2 separate regions of the Mus musculus genome follow, and region 1 is linked to region 2. Evidence: chromatin contacts called from public Hi-C data. All regions are on one chromosome and are shown on one strand. The core of a region is the stretch at or near the end of the contact, and the rest is flanking DNA. Distances in the headings are between cores, read along the strand shown.

What was found. Hi-C and Micro-C count contacts between places; a contact is called where the count stands out from the background.
Region 1: a Hi-C map of uterus shows a contact between it and region 2, with 3 times the contacts expected there. The contact joins two enhancer-like sites. A contact is called at or near these places in 1 of 15 datasets of contacts at CTCF or cohesin (the NIH/3T3 cell line), 4 of 484 Hi-C or Micro-C datasets (the 3T3-L1 cell line, 3T3-L1-derived adipocytes and uterus) and 1 of 115 datasets of contacts at active chromatin or transcription factors (bone marrow-derived macrophages).

What each region holds. Positions count from the first base shown.
Region 1 is chr4:58,409,936-58,417,348 of GRCm38.p6, reverse strand. No RefSeq gene overlaps it. Among named protein-coding and RNA genes, the nearest start is that of Mir3095, 27 kb to the left of the region's middle. Within about 2 kb of position 3,413, at least 48 of the 459 cell types and tissues checked have an H3K27ac peak or open chromatin away from gene starts, as enhancers often do. A contact at or near this core is called in the NIH/3T3 cell line and uterus, where this site is marked.
Region 2 is chr4:58,327,987-58,335,909 of GRCm38.p6, reverse strand. It overlaps Musk (muscle, skeletal, receptor tyrosine kinase), which reads right to left. Exons shown (of 15, transcript NM_001037129.1): 7 at 2,221-2,345. Among named protein-coding and RNA genes, the nearest start is that of Musk, 46 kb to the right of the region's middle. Within about 2 kb of position 4,864, at least 55 of the 459 cell types and tissues checked have an H3K27ac peak or open chromatin away from gene starts, as enhancers often do. A contact at or near this core is called in the NIH/3T3 cell line and uterus, where this site is marked.

The DNA of each region.
Region 1 (7,413 bases), core at 2,164-4,663, 83 kb before region 2:
ACAGAAACACTTGCACAAAAGCATTGAGAAGTTAATGAGTTTTCACTTGTAAGCATTTTCAAGGTGTTCCTAATTCAAAAGAGTCGATCTCTGTGACTAGCCAAGGTTAAAGTTAGTTAGACAATCAGATGTTTCTTCCCATGATTTCATGTCTGTAAATAAAAGTTGTGTAAAATATATGTACTTGAAAACATAGAAGATAAAATTGTTTGGGTTAGAGAGTTTACTCCTTAAAGAAAAAGGCTCAAGCTTCCATTTATCTGAGAGAAATGTTGCATGATAGGCAGGGTAGTTCTCTGTCTCTTTGTCTCTCTCTGTTTCTGTATCTCTCTGTCTCTGCCACTGTCTCTCTATCTGTGTCTGTCTCTGTCTGTCTCTATCTCTCTGTCTCTCTGTCTCTGTCTCTCTCTCTCTGTGCACACATGCGCCTCTGTGTGTGATGCATACCCACCTGTGTGCCTTGAAACAGAGTCTCTCATTGAACTTTGAACTTGCCTATAAGTCAGCAAGCCTAGGCGATCCCTCTCTTCTCCAGCAGACATTGTGCTGAGGATCCAAACTCAGGGGCTAAGAGCCATGCAAGCTCTCCCCTGAGCTGTATTTCCAGTCTCAGTTTTTCCCTTTTAAAGAACTAGCTCAGTGTGCAAGATTCAGTTCACTGCCTGGAGTTTGAGATAAGCTCGATAGGAACTACAGAAGACCAAGGTGCCAGCATTGCCGTCTTTCTTTTCTTGGAGGATGTGGAATGGAAACATGTGAGAGGACAGGGGAGAAGCCACAGCTGATATGCCAGCTGTCCTTGACACAAGCTAAAGTCATCTGAGAGAATGGAACCTCAACTCAGAAAACGCCTTCCTAAGACTAGCCAGTAGGCAAGCAAGCCTGTAGGACATTTTCTTAATTAGTGATTGATTGCAGGGAGCCAGCCCATTTTGGGTGGGGATATATACCTGAGCTGTGGTCCTGGGTTTTATTAGAAACACACTGAGCAAGTCATGGTGAGCAAGACAGTAAGTAGCATCATTCCATGGCCTCTGCATCAGCTCCTGCCTTTGGGTTTTTACTGAGTTTGAGTTCCTGTTTTGCTGTCTCTCAGTGAGCTGTATGTGATTCAGGACATGGAAACAAATAAACCCTTTCCTCCCCAACTGCTTTTGGTCATGGTGTTTCATCACAGCAAGAGTAGCCACTAAAAGATAAGCAAAGCTATTGCTACACTAAACTGAAAACATCTATCTCAATTTCATATAACAGTGAGCATTCACATCAGGTCAAAGGAGTGAAGCTTGACTCAGGTCAACTCACTGGAGAGGATCTGGTCCAGGTCTATCTCTTTCTTTTTATGGGATAAACTCAGACCCATTCTTTTCATAACTATGTTGTCAGTTTGTCTAACGGGGCTTGGAGCTGGTTTATTATCATATCTGCTCCTGAGTTGTTATGAAGCAGTAAGGCACCAGCCAGCTGCGAAGTGAAGGTGTGCTGAAGTATACTTTGATTATAGTGAGGCCCCAGCACAACGTAAATGCAAGGGCTGGGAAGATGGCGCATCACTTAAGAGCTAGTACTGCTTATGCAGAGGGTCTGAGCATGGATCCCAACACCCATGTTGGTCAGCTCACAGCCACTTGTAACTCTATCTCCAGGTGCTCTGATGACCTCTTCTGGCCTCTTCTGGCATTTGCACCCACCTGCACACACAGAACCAATCCCACACAGATATACACAATTAAAGATAGAAATTTAAAGATAGAAATTTTAAAAAATGTAAATGCAGAAAGCTGTGAATAGCTGTGGTCACAATCTATCACACCGGGGATAAAGGGATGGCTTATCAGAAGAGCCAGGGAACTAAATCCTAGGAGGATGAGAAAACTTACAAACAAACACAACAAAACACGCTGGGGTTTAGAACAGCATTCCATCAGCAGGAGGAGCAGGTACCAGGAAGGAAAGGATACATGGGTCAGCGTGTTGTGTTGTGGGGAAATGAAGGACCTAAGCAGAGAGCAGGGTATATGGGAGGAAGCCTGGAGGTGACAGTGTAGGGACAGGTTGAAGCCAGATCACAAAGGGTCTTGTGCACAAACAGAAGCTCTTCTGTTTAAATAACCGTATAGACATGGAGATCCATATGAGACTCCCAGACTTGCCTTTGACAAAAGGCCACTGTGGGAGGAGTATGTGATGGAAGTTGTCAAGTCTGGCAAGGTCTGAAGGCAATTAGTTCAGAGGGTAGAAGGGGCTGGAGAAGAAGAGTTTGGCACTCTTGAATTAGGGAAATGGAGACAAGAATAGCCAAGAACAAGGGAACCAAATAAGGTAGAATCTGCATGACCTGATCTAGTTGTTGAAGTTCCAAAAAGTATTTTTGCTTCTCAAAATTGCTACTTAAACCGTCATCGGTAAACTAGTAACATCAGCTTTACCCAAGCAATCAGTATGATTTCCAGGTTTGGAAAGTGTGAGGAGACATGGTGGGGTGGGGGTGGGTCACTGTTGTGTAATTGAACCTGGGGCCTGTTGAGGTGACATTTCTGGGCATCGTTAGACGGAATATACCGTCTGGAGTCTGAGTCTGAGGATGAATGCCTGGGATTTGAGTGTGGCTTTGGCTGAGGCTATGCAGGGAAAGCGATGTATAAGCCTAAATAACAGCTCTGGATGCAGATGCTAAATGCCACAGGTGGACTAGTGGCTATGGTTAAGGACCCAGTGACAGTGGGTCACAAATATAAACTCATGAAAGCAGGAGGGGAACTGTATGGGAAGGAGAGGGAAGGGAATAGGAGAGAGTAGTGGATTGTATATGATCAGAATATATTATATACATGCATGAAGCTGTCATAACACTCTCTGGCATGTGGTAGGAACGCCTAAAAGGTATCCTATGAAGGTTAAGGAGGAAGACTCCAGATAGTAGTCAATAAGGCTGTTAAAAAAAGGCCATGGCGTTTGATAAACAGCAGATGGTTTGGGACATTGATGAGGGTGACTATAGAGTATTAATGGAATGATGGCTTGGCCAAGATCACACATTGATGTCTATGTGGGTCATTTGAGACTCAGGCCAAGGTTTCTGACTCTCAGTCCGTTCTTCTGTGGAGCACCCCAGAAGCTAGTCTAGTTCTAAAGATCAATCAATACGCGGGCATCTTAGCCGCTAAAGCCGCAGTGTGGCAGAGGCTAAGAAAGATGTGTAAGTGCACAATTTGTCAAATTAACAGTGAGTATGTTAGGGCCAAGTTCTTGGGATGCTGATAATCCCTTGCTGAATGGAGGCACATGAGCTCTTGGCTCAAAAGGCAGAAGATTCCCTTGAGGACAGGCCCCCAGGGACTTGAGTGGCCCGAGAGATATTCTGACAGGGCTACTCAGTCATTTCCTCAAAGCCACAGACTTCAAAGCACTCCAGGGACTCTCTTGTTTATTTCACAAACAGGAAGTTTTAACAAGTAGGTCAAGGAAGAGGGGAGTGCATAAAAGTGGCTTAGTTTTTCCAATGTTCTTTTGCAAAAGATTTTCCTTTTTCTGTATTAACAATAAATCTTATAACTAAAAATGTCAAATCACCATAACTCGAGGATCTACGAAAACCATCCCCTCTTCCTTCCAGAGAAAATACTGGCATATTGACGCACAAAAATGATTTCTCCATCCAGCATTGTGGCTTCAAGTATTTTTCCAGGCATAATAGGCAAGGGAAAAGAATGTAAGGAATTTTAACTGGTATGCATTCTTGGGAGATGAGACAGGCTTGCTGATTTCAAGTTTATGGGGCCCATTCAGCCTGAAAGATAGATTTGTGCTTTAACCCCAGACCTCTTGCCTTCACATTCCCACATCTGCCTTCCCGCATATTTATCTTCTTGTTTTTACATTTTTGGGGTGAATTTTTTTATTTTGTTAGCGGTTTTTGAGGCTCGTACATGAGTTAGTACTTGCAGAGGCCAGAAGAGGGCGCTGGAGCCCTTGGGACGGAGTTAGAGACTGTTCCAGGTGAGTGCTGGGAACGGAGTATAGGTTCTCTGGAAGAACAGCCTGAGCTATGCTCCCCAGCCCCGTCTTGTTTTTAATTTCTTGGGCTATTGACCTTTTGAGCTATTAAAAATGATTACTAACGGACTTTTTTGTTTATACAGTTTACTATATAGAAACAACAATTTTTCATTTTCCTTTGAATAGAAACTTTATTTTTTTACTAACTTGATACACTGAGTAAAACTCAAACTTAAGAAGGACAGACTTGCTTCATTCTTAATTACTTCTGCTTGTCTTCCTTGGTCATTGTTAAGTATTATTGCTACTAGAAGTAAGTCTTTTTATTCATATTTACTAAGAGGATTTTTTTCAGCCAATTTTTTTCTCTCTCTTAGAAATAGATACCTTTGGACATATGACTTTAAAAATTATAATTATTTGTAGAATAAATAACTTCTTTTCAAGTTGAGCCATCTTTTTTTCACATTTTGTATTTTTAATTTTTTTTTAAATTTTTTTTTCCATTTTTTATTAGGTATTTAGCTCATTTACATTTCCAATGCTATACCAAAAGTCCCCCATACCCACCCACCCCCACTCCCCTACCCACCCACTCCCCCTTTTTGGCTCTGGCGTTACCCTGTACTGGGGCATATAAAGTTTGCGTGTCCAATGGGCCTCTCTTTCCAGTGATGGCCGACTAGGCCATCTTTTGATACATATGCAGCTAGAGTCAAGAGCTCCGGGATACTGGTTAGTTCATTATGTTGTTCCGCCTATAGGGTTGCAGATCCCTTTAGCTCCTTGGGTACTTTCTCTAGCTCCTCCATTGGGAGCCCTGTGATCCATCCATTAGCTGACTGTGAGCATCCACTTCTGTGTTTGCTAGGCCCCGGCATAGTCTCACAAGAGACAGCTACATCTGGGTCCTTTCGATAAAATCTTGCTAGTGTATGCAATGGTGTCAGCGTTTGGATGCTAATTATGGGGTGGATCCCTGGATATGGCAGTCTCTACATGGACCATCCTTTCATCTCAGCTCAAAACTTTATCTCTGTAACTCCTTCCCAGGGTGTTTTGTTCCCACTTCTAAGGAGGGGCATAGTGTCCACATTTCAGTCTTCATTTTTCTTGAGTTTCATGTGTTTAGCAAATTGTATCTTATATCTTGGGTATCCTAGGTTTTGGGCTAATATCCACTTATCAGTGAGTAGATATTGTGTGAGTTCCTTTGTGAATGTGTTACCTCACTCAGGATGATGCCCTCCAGGTCCATCCATTTGGCTAGGAATTTCATAAATTCATTCTTTTTAATAGCTGAGTAGTACTCCATTGTGTAGATGTACCACATTTTCTGTATCCATTCTTCTGTTGAGGGGCATCTGGGTTCTTTCCAGCTTCTGGCTATTATAAATAAGGCTGCTATGAACATAGTGGAGCATGTGTCCTTACCAGTTGGGGCATCTTCTGGATATATGCCCAGGAGAGGTATTGCTGGATCCTCCGGTAGTACTATGTCCAATTTTCTGAGGAACCGCCAGACTGATGTCCAGAGTGGTTGTACAAGCCTGCAATCCCACCAACAATGGAGGAGTGTTCCTCTTTCTCCACATCCACGCCAGCATCTGCTGTCACCTGAATTTTTTATCTTAGCCATTCTGACTGGTGTGAGGTGGAATCTCAGGGTTGTCTTGATTTGCATTTCCCTGATGATTAAGGATGTTGAACATTTTTTCAGGTGCTTCTCTGCCATTCGGTATTCCTCAGGTGAGAATTCTTTGTTCAGTTCTGAGCCCCATTTTTTAATGGGGTTATTTGATTTTCTGAAGTCCACCTTCTTGAGTTCTTTATATATGTTGGATATTAGTCCCCTATCTGATTTAGGATAGGTAAAGATCCTTTCCCAATCTGTTGGTGGTCTTTTTGCCTTATTGACGGTGTCTTTTGCCTTGCAGAAACTTTGGAGTTTCATTAGGTCCCATTTGTCAATTCTCGATCTTACAGCACAAGCCATTGCTGTTCTGTTCAGGAATTTTTCCCCTGTGCCCATATCTTCGAGACTTTTCCCCACTTTCTCCTCTATAAGTTTCAGTGTCTCTGGTTTTATGTGAAGTTCCTTGATCCACTTAGATTTGACCTTAGTACAAGGAGATAAGTATGGATCGATTCACATTCTTCTACATGATAACAACCAGTTGTGCCAGCACCAATTGTTGAAAATGCTGTCTTTCTTCCACTGGATGGTTTTAGCTCCCTTGTCGAAGATCAAGTGACCATAGGTGTGTGGGTTCATTTCTGGGTCTTCAATTCTATTCCATTGGTCTACTGGTCTGTCTCTATACCAGTACCATGCAGTTTTTATCACAGTTGCTCTGTAGTAAAGCTTTAGATCAGACATGGTGATTCCACCAGAGGTTCTTTTATCCTTGAGAAGAGTTTTTGCTATCCTAGGTTTTTTGTTATTCCAGATGAATTTGCAAATTGCTCCTTCTAATTCGTTGAAGAATTGAGTTGGAATTTTGATGGGGATTGCATTGAATCTGTAGATTGCTTTTGGCAAGATAGCCATTTTTACAATGTTGATCCTGCCAATCCATGAGCATGGGAGATCTTTCCATCTTCTGAGATCTTCTTTAATTTCTTTCTTCAGAGATTTGAAGTTTTTATCATATAGATCTTTCACTTCCTTAGTTAGAGTCACGCCGAGATATTTTATATTATTTGTGACTATTGAGAAGGGTGTTGTTTCCCTAATTTCTTTCTCAGCCTGTTTATTCTTTGTATAGAGAAAGGCCATTGACTTGTTTGAGTTTATTTTATATCCAGCTACTTCACCGAAGCTGTTTATCAGGTTTAGGAGTTCTCTGGTAGAATTTTTAGGGTCACTTATATATACTATCATATCATCTGCAAAAAGTGATATTTTGACTTCCTCTTTTCCAATTTGTATCCCCTTGATCTCCTTTTGTTGTCGAATTGCTCTGGCTAATACTTCAAGTACTATGTTGAAAAGGTAGGGAGAAAGTGGGCAGCCTTGTCTAGTCCCTGATTTTAGTGGGATTGCTTCCAGCTTCTCTCCATTTACTTTGATGTTGGCTACTGGTTTGCTGTAGATTGCTTTTATCATGTTTAGGTATGGGCCTTGAATTCCTGATCTTTCCAACACTTTTATCATGAATGGGTGCTGGATCTTGTCAAATGCTTTTTCTGCATCTAACGAGATGATCATGTGGTTTTTGTCTTTGAGTTTGTTTATATAATGGATTACATTGATGAATTTTCGTATATTAAACCATCCCTGCATCCCTGGAATAAAACCTACTTGGTCAGGATGGATGATTGCTTTAATGTGTTCTTGGATTCGGTTAGCGAGAATTTTATTGAGGATTTTTGCATCGATATTCCTAAGAGAAATTGGTCTGAAGTTCTCTA
Region 2 (7,923 bases), core at 3,615-6,114:
ATAGGAAGGCAGACTGAGCAAGCCATGGGAAGCAAGCCAATGAGCAGCACCTCTCCATGGCCTCAGCTTCAGTTCCTGTCTCCAGGTTTCCACCCTGACTTCCTTTCAGGATGGACTATAAGCTGTTATCTTAAAACCTTTCGTCCTCAAGTTGATTTTGGTTACAGATAAGATAAAATGTATATTCTCACCAAACACAAATAGCAAGACTCAATATTTTAAAAAATATGGATTTAAGAGTCCTGATTAATTTCCCATTCTGGATAAAAAACACACACACACACAAAACAAAACAAATGAAAACATAACAAAAAAACCAAACCAAAACAAAACAAAATACAACAGAACAAGACAAACAAAAACCCTAGCTGTTATAGACAAACCTTCATACTGAAAAGAACTCCAGAAAAAAATTCACATACAAAAAATGTAGAGTATTATTCTTCCCATGAAAGACTTCCCAACCTTGGAAAATTTTAATTTTCCTTTGGTTGTCTTTAATGAGTGAGAAGAGAAAAATAAATGTAGCAATGATAAAGCATAGAGAATAATTAGATAGCAAAAATGAGAGGTGTCAAAGCACTAGGTATCCGGATCATCTCAATGTGATCTGTAAGAGACATAGTCCATCTATTACACCTGTACTATAATGACTAGGCATATACAAGGAGCTTCGAACCTTACGTGGCCCAAGAGTAGAAGTAACCCTTAGATTCTGACAGAGTGAAGCAAAGATCTTTTCCAGAAGAAAGTACCGCCCTCCAGCCCTCAAATTAGACATCTTCGTTCCAGTATAATGAACAGTGGTCAGTCAAAGATAACCAGACATGAGGGAACAGGGGACAATGGGGAAGAGTCATGGGACAATAGACAATGAAAACAGACTTGCAACCGAGTCCCCTGTCAGGTGAAGGACAGCTGAAGCTGCTTCCCAGCCTTGGCAGGAATTTTTGATTCACAGAGGCCACGTGCACCCCTCATCTCTGCACTCTTCACTCACTGGTCTCTAACCACACAAACCTTGCTGCTCCTCCAACAAATCGTGTCTACACCCTTATCTCAGAGACTTTGGTAATTTTCCAGCAGCTATGCATACAGCTTCCCCTTTCATCATATCCCGACCTCTTCCCAGGTGCCTTGGTACCAAGTAGACTCAACTACTCTCCTGAAACTGGAATCTGTCTCCTAAGGTCCAACTCTCTGACTCATCTCCAGATTTATGGGTTTTCATTGTTGTTGTTGTTTGCTTGCTTGTTTGTTTTGTTTTGTCATAGATAGCGTAATTCACGCAAGTCTCTTTGATTTTATTCTCTATCCTTTCACATCAGAATGGAAGCTGTTTGACATCAAGGAAGGTCTCTCATTTTTCTTGCTCTTGTTGCCACAGAGCCTACAATATTACTTATTGCTCAGATGCTCAATACTTGTTCATAAAGTGAATGTGAGAATGCTTGTATGTAAAGTACTTAGAAGAGGACCTGGCTCAAATAACCATGTGATCACATTAGCTACTAGTAGCACTATTAAAAATGAAATGTTGAGTGGATTACAATTCTGGATTATTTTCCATTAAAGTAACCTCCACCAGTAGACTGGCCTTTTCCTGGAACATTTTATGAAAGTTATTTTAGTTATAGGGAGGACTTAGAACCATTTTTCTTTTACATACAAAAAAAGTAAAAGATATGTGGTACAGGGTAGAATGTCAACTCCCAGGGTTTGATGCCAGTGGTTTCTGCTACCAAGGACAGCTTTAAACACTGGTAAAACTAGGACCAGCAATATAGATAGAAATTGTAACACTATCTTAGTCACTGTGTACTTTGTATCATATTGCTATAATAAAATACTATGACCATGGTGATTTATAAATGATAACATTTCATTTGAGGTTTATGGTTTCAGAGGATTGGAGTCCATGATGGTGGAGCAAAGGTATGGCAGCAGGAACAGTTCAGAGCCTACATCTTGATCAGCAAACTGAAGGCAGAGAGAGTGGCAGAGTGAATAGCTCTTTGATACCTCAAAAGTGTCCCAGTGACATACCTCCTAATCCTTCCCAAAGAGTTCCACCAACTAGGTAGGGACAACATACTCAAACATATGAGGCACCAGGGGCTGTTCTTATTCAAATCACCACACAGCTACTGGTACATGCTGTGTGCAGCAAGTCACCACCAGCAAGTCTTCCCCAAATCACCCCGATCACATGGCACTCACAGCATTTCCGTTTTCAATCCAGCTGATGGTGGGGACAGGGATGCCTATTGCTGTGCAGCGTAGGGTTACAAAGGAACCAAAGGTGACATTGTGGGATTCAGGAGCACGCAGGATTCTTGCAAAAACTGTTAGGAAAACAAAGGGCATGAGTGATTGGCTAAGCAAGGCAGGACTTTAAAACTCCAGTCACACTGTGTGCCCTGAGTATGCTCACCCCTTCAGTATTGCTATGCTTGCCCTCTAGGCTCTCAGTGCTATGATCCTGCATTTGTCACCACCCCAGGACACACTGAGCTTAGTTCCAACATAGAAGTTTACCTTGGTCAATACCCAGTCTAGAACATTTATGCTCATATCTAAATGCGATGGGTTCCTTATGTGTATAACTCGTGTCTCACTTTAAGGGACATTTTCTTAGAGCCATAATCATCCATCACACAGTACAACTCCCAATCACCTTTGCCCTTCTATCTTATGATGGTTACACACTCACTGCTATCTGATACTTGGTCAGTTCCCACTTATGTGTCCTTCAGCTGCCCCATTAGAATGTCTTGGTCTGTTTTGTTTCCTGCTGGATTGAGTGCCCAGAAGAATTCATGATGAAAATAAACCCAAGACACTATTTTAGCAAACTAAAGAAATAATTACTGGTTTATACCCTCAACTCTTTTCTCTCGTATTGAGAACAAATTCAAACATATCACACATTTCAAAGAATGAGATGATGGGGTTGGGGGAGGAGCGTTTAGGATAAGTGTGAGGAGGAGTTTGAGTCTCCTGCGTTTCTTATGGTTATACATCTTCACCAATTTAAAAAAAAATCAATCTTCAGGCTTAGCAGTTCTATCCTGAATTAAAAAGAGAGTGGTGAAAACTCAGAGTGAATTGGAGAACGCAGTTCAGAAGATGAGCTACATTTCTGTCCTCCTTTTCTGATTCAGTGGAAACTGAATCCTCATTAAGTTTATTTACTTTCCCAGAGTAACAGCAGTGATGGTAATGAGCCTGGTCTCATGCCTTCTGATGTTAAGTCCAACAGGCTTTTAAGCTATTATGAAATCTTTTTGTTTTCCTATTGTCAACATATTTTATGCTCTTTTCTGATGTTTTCTAGGGCCCGAGCCCAACACATGACAGGAATTCTAAACCCTAGTTGTCATGGCAATTTGACTTAGCTCTTCTGGTTCATGAAATTCATAGAGTTCATGTGGACAAGGGGGAAGATTGACAAAACAGTCCCAGCGAGGCTGGACCTCCTCAGCAGTCCCTTTATCTTTTGACCTCTTCAGAAGGTCACATCACTCAAGGGTATACAAATGTGCCTATCTCCCTTGACACCTGGATCTTTGGTTGGTGCAAAATTGAATTAACTTGACTTCCTATCTTTTGATATTGAGGACTCTAAGATGTGTTATTTATAACACCATTTGGGGTCAATCACTTTAAATATGTTAATGTTGTATCCCAAAGTTGAGAGGACAGAAAAGTGATAAAAATGTCATGTTCAATGACAACAGTGCTGAAAAAGTACTAAGTTTTTTTTTCTTTTAATATAGTGAATGGTTAACATGCAGTTGAATCTGTCTCTTAAAACTAAAATTGAGGGCTAGAGGTATAGTTTCCTGGGTAGAGTGATTGCCTAAGTTATACAAAGCCCTGGGTTCAGTCCCTAGCACCACATAGACCACATGGAGTAGGACATGTCTGTAATCCCAGCATTGAGGAAATAAAGGCAGGAAAATTGGAGTCCAAGTGGTCATCTTCAGCTACATGGGAGCTTGAGGTCAACATGAACTACATACCATATGACGTTATCTAAAAAATAACAACAATAACCTGGCTTTAGAAGGTCCTGGTATCTAATTAAACACCCAACAAAAATCAGAGTTCAGGAACACAAGAAGCAATATCCTGGAGATCATGTTTGTCAAACTCAGAATGCAGAAAAAAGAGGGAAGAAATCTGCTATGCTCTGAAAGAGATTTAAGGGCCATATCATCTAAGTGCTCACTTTGGATTCTTATTTTCCCCACTGAATCCAAGTTCACAGGCTGTTCTCTTTTGACAGCCAAACCCAGGCTGACCGGCATTCTAGCAGGGGTCAGCCACATAACTGTTCTTGTTTTCTGGTGATAGTAATGGAGATCTAGGCTATGCCACACATCTGTAACACATGGCTGGAATAGTGTGTGCAGGGGCTGGCACTGCAGGTTTGGAGTTGAGTCACTGTAATCGGAAGCACATGGGGCTCACTGCCTTTGAGCACTGAGAACAGTGTGGGCCTTGTAAGACTGGGAGTTGGATCATGTTGGTTTCAGTCTTGTTACAGCAGTGTTCGAATGGCTTGACTGAGCCCTTGGACTTGAAACGAGGGCCTTTTGGATAAAAACTAGGACAATAAAAACAAACTGGAAAAAATAGGAAATCTAGATTCTTTCTCCTATTTTGATTTATAGAAGCAAATGTTTTAATTCGAGAACTTCAAATTCTTCTTGGAAATGTAGTAACAAGGGTGGGTTTATTGCGTTCTGATTTACAGCATTTCTCTTTTCTTTTGGCAGCTATTGCATTATATGGATTGCCACTTAGGTACATTGCGAAACCCTTGATGGTCTATATTGCACAACACAGCTAAGCATAAGTGAGATAGTGAATAAGTCAGCCAGCTGCTCTTGCACAGCTCATCATGATGTCGAACTTCATGGATCCCCTATCCTGCCTGATCCAGTGCTTTCTAGGGGCTCTGTTTGGGCACACGTGATGGGTACTATTGGCCACATAGGTGTATCCGAGACTATAAAACTGCTAATAAATAGTTGTTCTCTCCAAAGTGGACTTCATCATTAAGTGCAGTGTGTTAAGAGAAGAAAATGACCGGAGATTACACTGAAGCCAGCCTATCCCACACTCTTGAGTTATCTCCAAAAGACAAGAGTCGGCCTTCCCTTTGCAGTAGTGACAGACATCTTCAAGCTTTCCTTTCACTTTTCCTCCTCCCAAAGGAGGTTCTAAGCACACTCCATACCTTTGGGTTCCATTGAAATGTCTTGTTTTCATTGTGCCCTCCATGCCCCTCATTCTGGTTATATTCACATATCACTTAGCACCACTTGACAACTGTGGGTCCTTTATTTATTTGTTTTGTGGCTGTCCCTCTCCCTAGGATGCAAACATTATCAAGGTCTAGCTTGGCTTTGCCCATCACTGCAGGCTGACCTATATATGTGGGTCTCTGTGTATTGCTAGATGTACCCTGCCTGGTAGAGGGTAAGAAATCATAAGTATTTGTTAAATGAATAAGTGGATGAGTAGGAGAGTGAGTGGGTGACTTTTCTGGTAAGCTAAGGCAAAAGAAGTTATTTATAGTTTGTGTAGGTCAGCCCTGCTGGACCACCATTCTTTTGCCTATCATACCTCTATGAAGGGAAAGAGCTTGATATGCGGGTGGAAGTTTACCAAAAGGTTACCAGGTCAGGACTTCTCTACCCAGACATTAAGATGAGTCATGGGAAAGGCTGGAGAGGCAAGCATGACAAACACATGTTACGCTAGTCTCCTTGTTAGCTAGATGAGAAGGCTTCCTTCTTCGATCCAGCTTTATCAGCAATAAGGCTCGTGTGTGGCTCCCCATCTGTATTGGTTTCCAGTTTTAAATGTGAAAGGTGAAGGTGGGCTGAGAGAAATTCCAAACACTTAACAACCGTCCACAACAATCCCAGCAGCTGCAACCAAAAATAAAAGTCTGGCTAACTTCATCCCCTGCAGGAATGAACTTGGATATAGTTGGATAGCAGATCCCATTGCTTCGGTGGGTAGCCACAGGCGGAGAATGCAGCCTACGTCATCAGGGAGATGCTCAGTGATCAGGGGAGCTCGGTGAGATCTGCTTCCTAGCCAGTGAAACGCGCATCAAATGTCTTTATTTTGTAATTCACTTTCATGTAAGAAAACATGTTTTTGTTATATAAGCAAGCAAAGTGCTGAATAGGAGTTTGAAATTATTTAGTGATTCGGAGAGATTTTATAACTATTTTGATGTTACACTTCTCTTGCTACAGGTAATCTGATTTCACACGATCTAATCTTCCCATGGGTGAGTATGGCAGCACTCACCAGCACTATGAACAAAAGACGTGGCCAGTGCTGAGCCTTAGGATTTTCTGTTACAGAATCTATTCACATGTTTTGGGCTTTATGTCTCTTGGGTAAACTTGCAGCCCTATTTGAAGGTCAGGAATCCTACATCAAAACAGTTTATAACAAACAGAGGCATACTTCTTCTATCCCCACCCTGAACACCTGCCGCATTCATTTTCCAAATTGCTTTCAGATTTATAACCGGTCTTATGGTTTCCATTTTAAAGGGTGTACGTGTTCAGGAGCTATGTCCATCATAATTGTTCTTGTAATATCTTGGGAAATGCAGGGAGCAGGAAACCTAGGCCAACTCCTGAAATGACAGGTCTCTCTTCTTGTTAGAGGGCAGTTCAAGAGATTTCTCAAATTTCGGCCAGTTCTCTATTTCTGAATGGTTATTTCAAAGGAACAGTGAGAGCTTAGATATTTTACTTTCTCTTACTCTTTTCCTTCTGTAGTATTTCCTACCTTCCGTTGGAGAATTCTTTATAAAGGTTTCAAGGGATCAGTGACAGGCAGGAATAAAGGAGAAAGGGAGATGACTTAAAACTAACCCAGACTGCCAGGTGGAATGCTTTTACTTGATTGGTATTGTAAATAACCTGGTATCTAGAAAGAGGAAAACATTTTAGATACAGGTTAGGCCTCTCCTGTGGCTTAAATCTAAAATGTCTTCCACATGCTCATGTGGTTGGCCACTTTGTCTGCAACTGGTACTGCTGCTTTGGGAGGTTTGGGGTTCTTTCTTTTTTTTTTTTTTTCCTTTGAGGTTTTTTTTATCATTTTAATTATGTGTACATTAATTGTGGGGGAGTATGCACATAGTGTGTGCACATGTAGGTGCAGGTGCTGAGGAGTCCAGAGTAAGATGTCAGATCCCCCAGAGCTGGAGCTAAAGGCAGTTGAGCCTCCCAGGGTGAATGAAGGATCCTCTGTAAAAGCAATGATGCTCTTAACCACTGAGCCATCTCTCTGGCCCGGGTTATAAATTCTCTAGGACAAAAGGTTAGCTAACAGAACTGGGTTGTTGGAGCAGACCTTGAGCACTGTATGTATTTCGGGGTACTGGTCCAGGCTCTCTGCTTCCTGATCCACTGTGACGCACAGGCCTGTCTGTCACCTCACACCCTTGCAGCTGCAGATGGAGTTGTAGCAGTCCTATGCCTTCCCTGCCAAACTGGTTTGTATCCCTTGGCTCTCTGGGCCAAATGAAAGCTCTCCTTCGTAAGGCTGCTTCTGCCTGTTAGCTTGTCAGGGCAATGAGATAAATACTAATACAGTTTTCCTAGTCTGAAAATTTAAAAGGCCAAACTCATTAAGAGTGCCAACATGACTCTCAAAGGTTCATAGATAGACTTCAGATCTTCAGCTTTGGGATGTTCAGCTGGTCAAGTCTGGGCAAACCATTCCAGAATCTGAAAACCTCTGGAAACTGAAGCACATATGACCCTGAGGATTTTGAGTCTAAAGTACTTAATCGGTTTTATTTGTCCCATAAAATGAGAAGGAGGCACTGTTTAAAACAATGGTAGCCTAAGACACATAAGATAGCCTAGAACCGAA